Linked DNA regions of Mus musculus: all the other regions are linked to region 2. A link is a contact called in public HiChIP or PLAC-seq data. All regions are on one chromosome and are shown on one strand. Each heading gives the region's core, a stretch centred on a gene start, on an enhancer-like site or on the middle of the called end of the contact. The rest is flanking DNA. Distances are from core to core; before and after follow the strand shown. Region 1 overlaps Scamp1 (secretory carrier membrane protein 1). Region 2 holds the start of Ap3b1 (adaptor-related protein complex 3, beta 1 subunit). Region 3 overlaps Ap3b1 (adaptor-related protein complex 3, beta 1 subunit).

What was found. HiChIP or PLAC-seq counts read pairs in DNA pulled down with a chosen protein or histone mark.
Region 1: an H3K27ac HiChIP or PLAC-seq map of embryonic stem cells shows a contact between it and region 2, with 7 read pairs. The contact joins the enhancer-like site here to the promoter of Ap3b1 in region 2. A contact is called at or near these places in 2 of 39 promoter capture datasets (the HPC-7 cell line and macrophages), 9 of 484 Hi-C or Micro-C datasets (bone marrow-derived macrophages, epidermal suprabasal cells, erythroblasts and 2 more), 7 of 115 datasets of contacts at active chromatin or transcription factors (the HPC-7 cell line, acute myeloid leukemia, bone marrow-derived macrophages and 2 more) and 4 of 9 other capture datasets (adipose tissue, liver, macrophages and 1 more).
Region 3: a contact with region 2 is called in an H3K27ac HiChIP or PLAC-seq map of embryonic stem cells, with 21 read pairs. The contact joins the enhancer-like site here to the promoter of Ap3b1 in region 2. A contact is called at or near these places in 2 of 39 promoter capture datasets (hippocampal neurons and liver), 4 of 484 Hi-C or Micro-C datasets (the HL-1 cell line, cerebral cortex, nephron progenitors and 1 more), 6 of 115 datasets of contacts at active chromatin or transcription factors (bone marrow-derived dendritic cells, bone marrow-derived macrophages, embryonic fibroblasts and 2 more) and 2 of 9 other capture datasets (embryonic stem cells and liver).

The regions. Positions count from the first base shown.
Region 1 is chr13:94,240,675-94,243,374 of GRCm38.p6, forward strand. All of the region lies in intron 2 of Scamp1 (secretory carrier membrane protein 1), which reads right to left. Among named protein-coding and RNA genes, the nearest start is that of Scamp1, 43 kb to the right of the region's middle. Within about 2 kb of position 1,432, at least 21 of the 459 cell types and tissues checked have an H3K27ac peak or open chromatin away from gene starts, as enhancers often do. A contact at or near this core is called in embryonic stem cells and trophoblast stem cells, where this site is marked.
Region 2 is chr13:94,357,647-94,360,346 of GRCm38.p6, forward strand. Ap3b1 (adaptor-related protein complex 3, beta 1 subunit) reads left to right here and starts at 1,314. Exons shown (of 27, transcript NM_009680.3): 1 at 1,314-1,585. The coding sequence starts at 1,458. Gm9776 (predicted gene 9776) reads right to left here and starts at 1,277. Exons shown (of 1, transcript NR_045619.1): 1 at 1-1,277.
Region 3 is chr13:94,441,926-94,444,625 of GRCm38.p6, forward strand. It overlaps Ap3b1 (adaptor-related protein complex 3, beta 1 subunit), which reads left to right. Exons shown (of 27, transcript NM_009680.3): 9 at 1,994-2,091. Among named protein-coding and RNA genes, the nearest start is that of Ap3b1, 84 kb to the left of the region's middle. Within about 2 kb of position 1,451, at least 19 of the 459 cell types and tissues checked have an H3K27ac peak or open chromatin away from gene starts, as enhancers often do. A contact at or near this core is called in embryonic stem cells, where this site is marked.

The sequences.
Region 1 (2,700 bases), core at 182-2,681, 120 kb before region 2:
CCAGCAACTGTCGGTATTTCTTGAATTTTTCCCAAAATTGAACTAAAGGGACTATTTACATACATATTTTATGAAGTTAATTAATTACTTAGCTTTAACACCTATGACACTTTAAGAAAAGAAAGCCAGGAACAGGAGAGACACTTGGTGGACAGGAGCCCAGTCTAAGCCATCCTGCTACTGTGATAAAACACATAACAAGAGCAACCTGGGGAGGAAAGGGTCTACTCGACATCCAGTGTGTAGTCCATCACCCAGGAAGTCAGGCCAGGGATCGGCAGGAGCGATGCGGAAGACACAGAGGGTGCTGCTTACTTAAACAGCCCGGGGCCACCAGCCCATCAATCACCAAGGAAGACATTTCCTTGGTAAAAGAACCTTAACTTGGTTCCCACCACATGCTGAGCAGCTGATAACCACCCACAACACCAGCTCCAGGGGGACAGCTGCCTTCTTTTCTTCTCTTCTTCTCTTCCAAAGGCACTGCACTCACCTGTAAAAATATGCACACATACACACCACACACACACACACACACAAAATATAACATAGAACACACAATACACACTCACACAACACAACATACACACACACACACAACTTGCAACACACAATATAATACCCAACATGCCCAGTGCAACACACAACACAACACACACAACTCAAAACACAAACAACATACAACACACACAAGAACTCAAAATATACAACAGGACACACACAAGAACACAAAATACAAACATACAACACAACACATACAAGAACACATACAATACACACAACACCTGAAACACTACACACAACACAAAAATCACACAAAACACAGGGCAACACAACCCAATACACACAAAACACACACACAAATCTTTTTTTAAAAATCTAAAGAAAACAAAACTACAGGCCAACTCCTCTAGGGAGAATTTATGCAAAACCCTCACAGGGCACCAGCAGACAAAGTTCAACAACACATGTAAAAATCATACAGGGCAACCATGTGTATTGCCCCTAACCCAGGAAGGCTGCTTCACTACATAAGCAGTCAACATGACACACTGTATCAACAGACTAGAAACTAAAAAGCACATGTTCATCTCAGCTGACATAGAAAAAAATGTTGACAAAAATCTAACATACTTCATGGCAAAAATTCCCCATAGTTTATCCTGAAGGGAATTCCCTCACCACACACACGACTATCTGCAAAGCCTTCACAGCATCCCCAGGAAAAGCTAACAGCCTCTCCATCAAAACCCAGTGCCAGCCAAGGAGGCCTAACTCCTGCTGTTTCTGCTTAGCTTAGTACTAGAGGTATAAGAAAACCACTGGACATGAGAGGGAGTGGATTGCAACAAGTACCTGAATGATCTGTATACAGGATAAGCTTTTCATAGCTTCAGAGGATTCAGCAGTAAATGATTGACTCTTGCTTTGGGCCTGTGGCAAGGCAGTGTATCATGCTGGACCTTGGGGTGGAGCAAAGCCACTCACCTCACCTCTGCCACCACCACAGCAAATAACTTAAATAGCTCCCCTGAAGCCGTACCTTCAGGTGAAATACACCAGACACAGGAAGAAAACCATTGCATGATCTCATTTACATGTGAAAGCTAAAAAGAAGGCTCACAGAGAGGACAAAACGGTGATTACAGAAGATGAGGAGAAACTGGGGCAGGAAAGGGGCAGATGAAGGCCAGAGGATACAAGTTCCTAAGGCAGGCAAGTCTCCTGCTGTGACACGCAGCAGGAAGACAACAGGTGATGTAGTCAAACTGCACAGGAAATACACGCTGAGCTCTCAGTGTGGAGCTGCTACCAAAACATAGCATTTGTATGAACTGACAGTAAGATAGTAATGTAAACTCACTATCTATATATATTTCTTTAAATCATACTATAATACTTAAATACACACATTAAAAAATTAAAATTAAATGTACAGTTACCGTGTGATCTAGCAATCACAACCCCTGATACTTACCCAAATGAGCTGAAAACTTATGCTCACAGTAAACCTACAGATATATTTTTAGCATCTTTATTCATCGCAGTAGGGCACTAGAAGCAAGCACACTTCCTTCAGTTGGTGAAAGGATCCATAAACAGAGTAGACCCAAGGTAGAATACTATGCAGTACTAAAGAGAAACGAGCCATCAAGCTGTGAAAGGGCACACATACGCGAATGCACACACACACACACACACACAAGCAGGTAAAACAGCCATCTGAAAGGCTGCATCTTACATAGTGCAATGGTAAGATGACTGGTGGGAAAGGTGAAGCTACAGAAATGCAACCGAACAAAAGCAGAGAACCCAAACACCAGTGGCTGCTGCTGAGACTGTAACCAGGAGGGCAAGGCTGGGGTCTCCTTAAGCTGTCAATGACACTGATGGGTCCAGGTCAGCCCACACTTACTCAACCCACAGCAGGAACATACCCAGGCTGAGTTACTGTGTGTCCGTACAGGCTCATTAACTGTAACAAATTGTGTCAATCTAGAGGTAAAGTGATTCAGTAGACTGGGAGGCTGGGGGTGAGGGGCAGGAGCAGTGGGAATCTGCACCTTCCTCTGGGAAGAGAACACTGTTCTACAAAAACAAAGCCTCTTAAAAAAGGGGTCCACGAGAAGCTCAGCAGGGCAGAGGAGAACAGTTCAGTTCCCATCACTCATGGCTCCACGGACCTGGCCTTCATAGGCA
Region 2 (2,700 bases), core at 64-2,563:
GTAAATGGTAGGAGAGCAATTTAGAATATCTAGTAAAAGCGTTTACATTCCAAAATAAAAACAATTATATACTCAGGTATATTTTGTACTGAGGATGTGTTCACATTGTCATTACTTGACAAAATAAGCAAAGCCTAGTGTCTTCCCGTAGTAAATGAATTTATCCATGCACACCACTTAGTATAGTGTCTGGGGTATAAGCTAAGCATCATATAACACCTTGTTATGTATCATCACCATCGATCAGTCAGTCGTAGGAGAGATTCTACAAATCTATCAATATCATCAACACTGGGAAGAAACATATTTGCGATGCTCGAACACTGTCTGGATAGGTGTATTGAAAAGCTAATTAACCGCCAACGTTTGGTCAGTTTGGAGGCTGATTGCTCCTCTCTCTCCTAGCACTAAGGAGGAGCGTGTTTTCCGAGAGACAACGCAATCTTTCAGTCAAGTCGAGAAATCTTGGTGGGACCTTGGTGTTTGCCTGGTGCTACCCTTGGGTTTTGGTGATTTGCTGCAGGGCTGCAGGTATTCAGTCCTTTCTGGACCGCATGTGTAGGGAAAGAGGAACGAAGGAACGGTAGTCACCAGGGAGGCTGGTGAGGGTCCTCTTGGAAAGCTGCCCGGGACAGAAGGGTTGCAGTTCTGCAGCCAGAAACCATCCCATCTTGCTGCTTAGGTGTTGTTGGAAAGCCACTTGCCCAAGAGTGGAAGCAGGCGGCGCTCGGAGGAGAGCGCACTCCAGCTTCTGGCCCAGGCTTAGCTCGCGGCAGCTGACTGCGGGCAGGACGCAAGCCTCGAACTTCAAGTAAGAACCTCGGGCCCCAGGAAAAACTTAGGCAAAGCTTGCAGGCGGATGATCGCCTCCGCGCAGATCCTGAAAGCCTCCTCCGAAGGAGGAGCTTTCACGTCTAGAACGTCAGGCCACTCTGGCTGTGAGAGGGGCGGAAGCCAGCCTCGAGGGCTGAGAGCTTGTGGCCGCTGAAGCCAAGTTCTTCCGACCTGTGCACCGCGTTTCAGGAGCCATCGGGGAGCGATCAGTGGACAGCAGAAGAGAAGCAACGAACCCTGGAGGATCTGAGATCTCCTCCACCAAAACGCATCCAAGGGCCTCATATCCAGTTCTTTACGTGCCCACGACTCTCCGGCTGACCCGGTGCAAAACCCCAGCTTCCTGTTAAGGGTCCCGAGTGTAGCTTCCCGGCAGCCCCTAACACCCGGAGCGCGACAATCTAGCGCACCGGGAGCGGCAGGCGCGGGCCCGCACGGACACAGTGCGCACGCGCAGGGGGTGGGCCGCCCGGTCAGCCGGAGCAGTGACGAGCCCGGAAGCGCCGGCGCGCGCCCCCTCCGCCCCAGAACTAGTTTGGTTCGGTGTCCTCCGAACGCCAGCCATCCGTAGAGGACCCCGCACGCTCTCTCCCGCACCCGCCTGCTGGCCAGCACCGCCCGCGATGTCTAGCAACAGTTTCGCCTACAACGAGCAGTCGGGAGGAGGGGAGGCGGCGGAGCTCGGGCAGGAGGCCACCTCGACCATCTCTCCCTCGGGCGCCTTCGGCCTCTTCAGCAGCGATTGGAAGAAGTGAGGACCGGGGTTCGGGGTGCGGGAGCGCTGCCGGGACGCGAGGCGGCCGCCCGGGCTGCTCTCGGTTCCTGGGGAACCTCCCTGCCGCCCCCGCTGCGGTGGGTCGGTGGGTGGGTGGGTGGGGGTGGCCCCGCCGGGTGCGGGGCTTGTTGGGGACGTCTGGGGACGCCCAAGGCGGCGCCTGTGGTCTTCAAACTTTGGTGTGTGTGGGGGGGAAAAAGCAAACCAGTTGGTGAGCCGAGGTTCCACTTCCCAAACCGTTGACTGAGTTGATCTGGGCTGCGCACAGGAGTTTGAATTTTGAACTTCTAGTGAATTTGAGGTCTACAGGATCAGACCTCGAGAAAGTCATTTATTTAAAGGTGACGAGGGTATTTGGGGAAGGGAGTGGGGAGTGGGCCTGCTGCTTATTGGGACCCTATAATGTAGGGACTAAGCGGTGGTTTGGGGGTTTTGTATAAATGACAAACTTATTTTTTCTACCACCTTTGGCGTTTTTCATGTGATGATCTTTGCACCAGGGTACTTCCCCGCCCCCACTGAAGCACTGAGATAATATTTAAATAGAGTGTTGTTGTGAACCAAACCCAGTTCTAGTTCTTTACAAATAGTATGAATTTTAAAAATAAGCACCAACCGTGTATACTGATTTTTGTAAAAAGTTACTTATGGTTCGCGTCAAATACCGCCAAGAATTGAAAACATCCTTAGCGGGTTCTGTTTTAGTTTGGGTTTTACATTTTGGCGTGTTGATGGGCTGTGGATAAATGTACAGAATTATGACAACTTAGATTATTTGTCGTTCCCCTCCCTTTTCTTTCTGACAGGGTCTCACTGTGTAACCTTGGCTGGCCTGGAACTCACTAGGTAGAGCAGGCTAGCCTGAAACTCAGAGAAATCCTCCTGCCTCTGCTACTCCAGTGCACACACCACCATGCCATTACACATTCTTTTTAAATTTTTGTTCTCTTATTGTTACGCAGTATAGTAAAACATAATAGACTATCACTAGATTCTACCCACTTAAGGTAAGGAAACTTGGTTGATAGTTTTATGGATATTAAGAGGTGTAACTAAAATAATAATTGGTGGGGAAGGTGGTTAGAGACAAT
Region 3 (2,700 bases), core at 201-2,700, 84 kb after region 2:
GTACTTTGTTATTTCTGTGCATCTTTGGGGTCCCTCCTTACTTGCTAGTGCATCATCAGGCTGCCATGGTTTTGAGCACATTGCATTCCTTTGCTTTGTATACATTTAAATGAGACCTGACTTTTGGAGGATTATGAAAGATTAAAACAAACAGACCCTTTTTAATTAATTCTGTATTTGCCAGGTGTAGTGGCTCATACCTTTAATTCCAGTACTTAGGATGTAGAGGCAGGCGGATCTGTGCTGGACTAGAGTTTCAGGCCCATTGAGACTGAGATCCTATCTTAAAACAAGCAAGCAAGCAAAAACTTGTTCTTACATTTCAAAGGTGATTATGGGAATTTGTTTCAGAAAGCTGATGGACCAGTGTTGTGACTGCATTGGAGGCAGAAGCAGGAGCAGACGGCTCTGAGGCTGCAGCCACTAGCAGTCTAGGACATGCATGGTTCAAAAGAGTGTGTGGTATAGGATGCGGTCATTGTGAGCGTGGGCTACTGGAGAAGTCTGGGCATTGAGTCTGGACTTTGGAGTTGTCAGAGTTTCTCTCGTGGCTTTTTACATATTGGCTCTCAGATTTCAGATGTGCTGTTGAAGAAATCTTAAATTATGTTATTTATTTATTTATTTATAGATAATGGGGCAAAAGGAAGGTTGTTTTATTCTTTTGGATTTGAGAGTGCTGTGACTAATATATTCAAAAGATGCCATACCAAGTAAAAGCCGTGACTTGATACACATAGAAAATACAGTTTCTATTCTTGCATATGGGTTTGGATGTCTTGTTTATGGAACAGATGAGAATTTTCAGGTTCTGTTTGAAGGCCGTAAAGCCAACTTCATTATTACTATTTTTATGTATTACAAAGAACAGTACATTTAGGATCCCTAAACTGTTGCTTTTTTTTTAAATTGTGATTTTTAGCTTAGTGATGAATGTCCTTAGCTCAACCACCTTGAGGTGTGGTATGCTATCTAGGCATGCCTGAAACTCTTGCTTACCTCTTTGAACTTGGTGGACTGTGTAGAAGTTAATTTGTATTTGTCTTCTGGGCTGTTTTTGTTGCTATGTCTCTGTTGGCACAAGCTAAATTGGATATTTGGGGGTGAGGAATCTCTGTGTGAACCTAAATGTAGAAGCATGTTTTGAAAAAAAGCACAGACTTGCTTTATTTTGAGAAAAGTTCTGTTACCCTTGCCCTGGCTCTGGCCTATTTTAAGACTGGTTTTAAAGCTGTGCATCTTAAAAAGTCAGAGCCCTGCTAAGGCCTTGTTCTTGCTACACTGTAAATCATTTTCTTTATTTCAGACTGCTTGTTGCTCCCAAACAGTGTCTGTGTAGCTTAGAGCTCATGCCCTTTAGAACTTCTGTGTGTCTGAGCCCCAGCACCCAGATGGACAGCGCACAGTTGCCGGCCCAGGGCTGCTGTCACCGTCCGCAGTTGGTGTAATGGCATTTTCTTTTCTCAGGATATGCTAGTTTCCTGCCACTACAAATTGCCACAGTCTAGGTGGATAAGGAGGATAGGAGTTCCTGGAAGCGGGAAGACTGAAGTCAGGTGTAAATAGGCTGAGTCCCTCTCCACACTCTCCATGTGGATTCAAGAAGCTGTCTCTTTCTTTATCTGAAGGTGCTTGTGCAAGGTCCTTGCATTTCTTGGTTTACAAATGAATCACTCACTTCCTGCTCCCTCCCTACCCTCTCCTTCTCTCTCTCCCCTCCCCCTTCCTTTGTTGGGCACTCACACCCTTCTGCTTCTGCTCAAGGTGATCACCTTCGAACATCCTTAATGACACTAGCTAACTTCTATTCTCTCTCAAACGCAAGCACTTTGTCAAGGTAGGAAGTGCTTTGGAGAAAACAGCTTCACCCCACTACAAAGACTACAGTGTGTTCTCAAAAGAGTGAGCGAGCAAGCGAGCGAGCAAGCGAGCGAGCATGTTTTTGGTCCTGCTACTTAGATGCTCACTGTGCCTCTTGTGACCCTTTTTCCAGGTGGTTATGGCTGTCGCTCAGCTATATTGGCACATCTCACCCAAGTCGGAGGCTGGTGTCATTTCTAAATCACTGGTGCGCTTATTGCGCAGCAATAGGTAGGTCATGGTTTGCCTGTGCTTTTCCCTCTGTGCTCTCAGAAGTGGGGTTGGAACAGTGTAATCCGTCTCCCAGTTGGAGAAATATAGTTGACTATTTCATAAGTAAGATCTCATACTTAATGGGTTATTATAAAATGATCTCAATCTTAATGAAAAAAAGAAGTTTTTAGCTTCGAGTCCAGAGAGGTTAAAGTAGGTTGCGACAGAGCACGCACCTCACTTTTCTGTGTGTGACAGTCAGTCTTGCTGTTGTGACAGTCAGTCTTGCTGTTGTGACAGTCAGTCTTGCTGTTGTGACAGTCAGTCTTGCTGTTGTGACAGTCAGTCTTGCTGTTGTGACAGTCAGTCTTGCTGTTGTGACAGTCAGTCTTGCTGTTGTGACAGTCAGTCTTGCTGTTGTGACAGTCAGTCTTGCTGTTGTGACAGTCAGTCTTGCTGTTTTGAAGTGTTCTGGAATTACTGAAAACCTGACTGATGTGTCCTCAGCCTGTGCTCAGTGTGTTAGAGCTGACCATGGGACAGTGCAGAGGCCACGTAATGTCACCTGTGCAGAGCCCTACTTCATTCAGAGTCGGAGTGTTCAATCATAAGTTTCTTCTGTGCGAG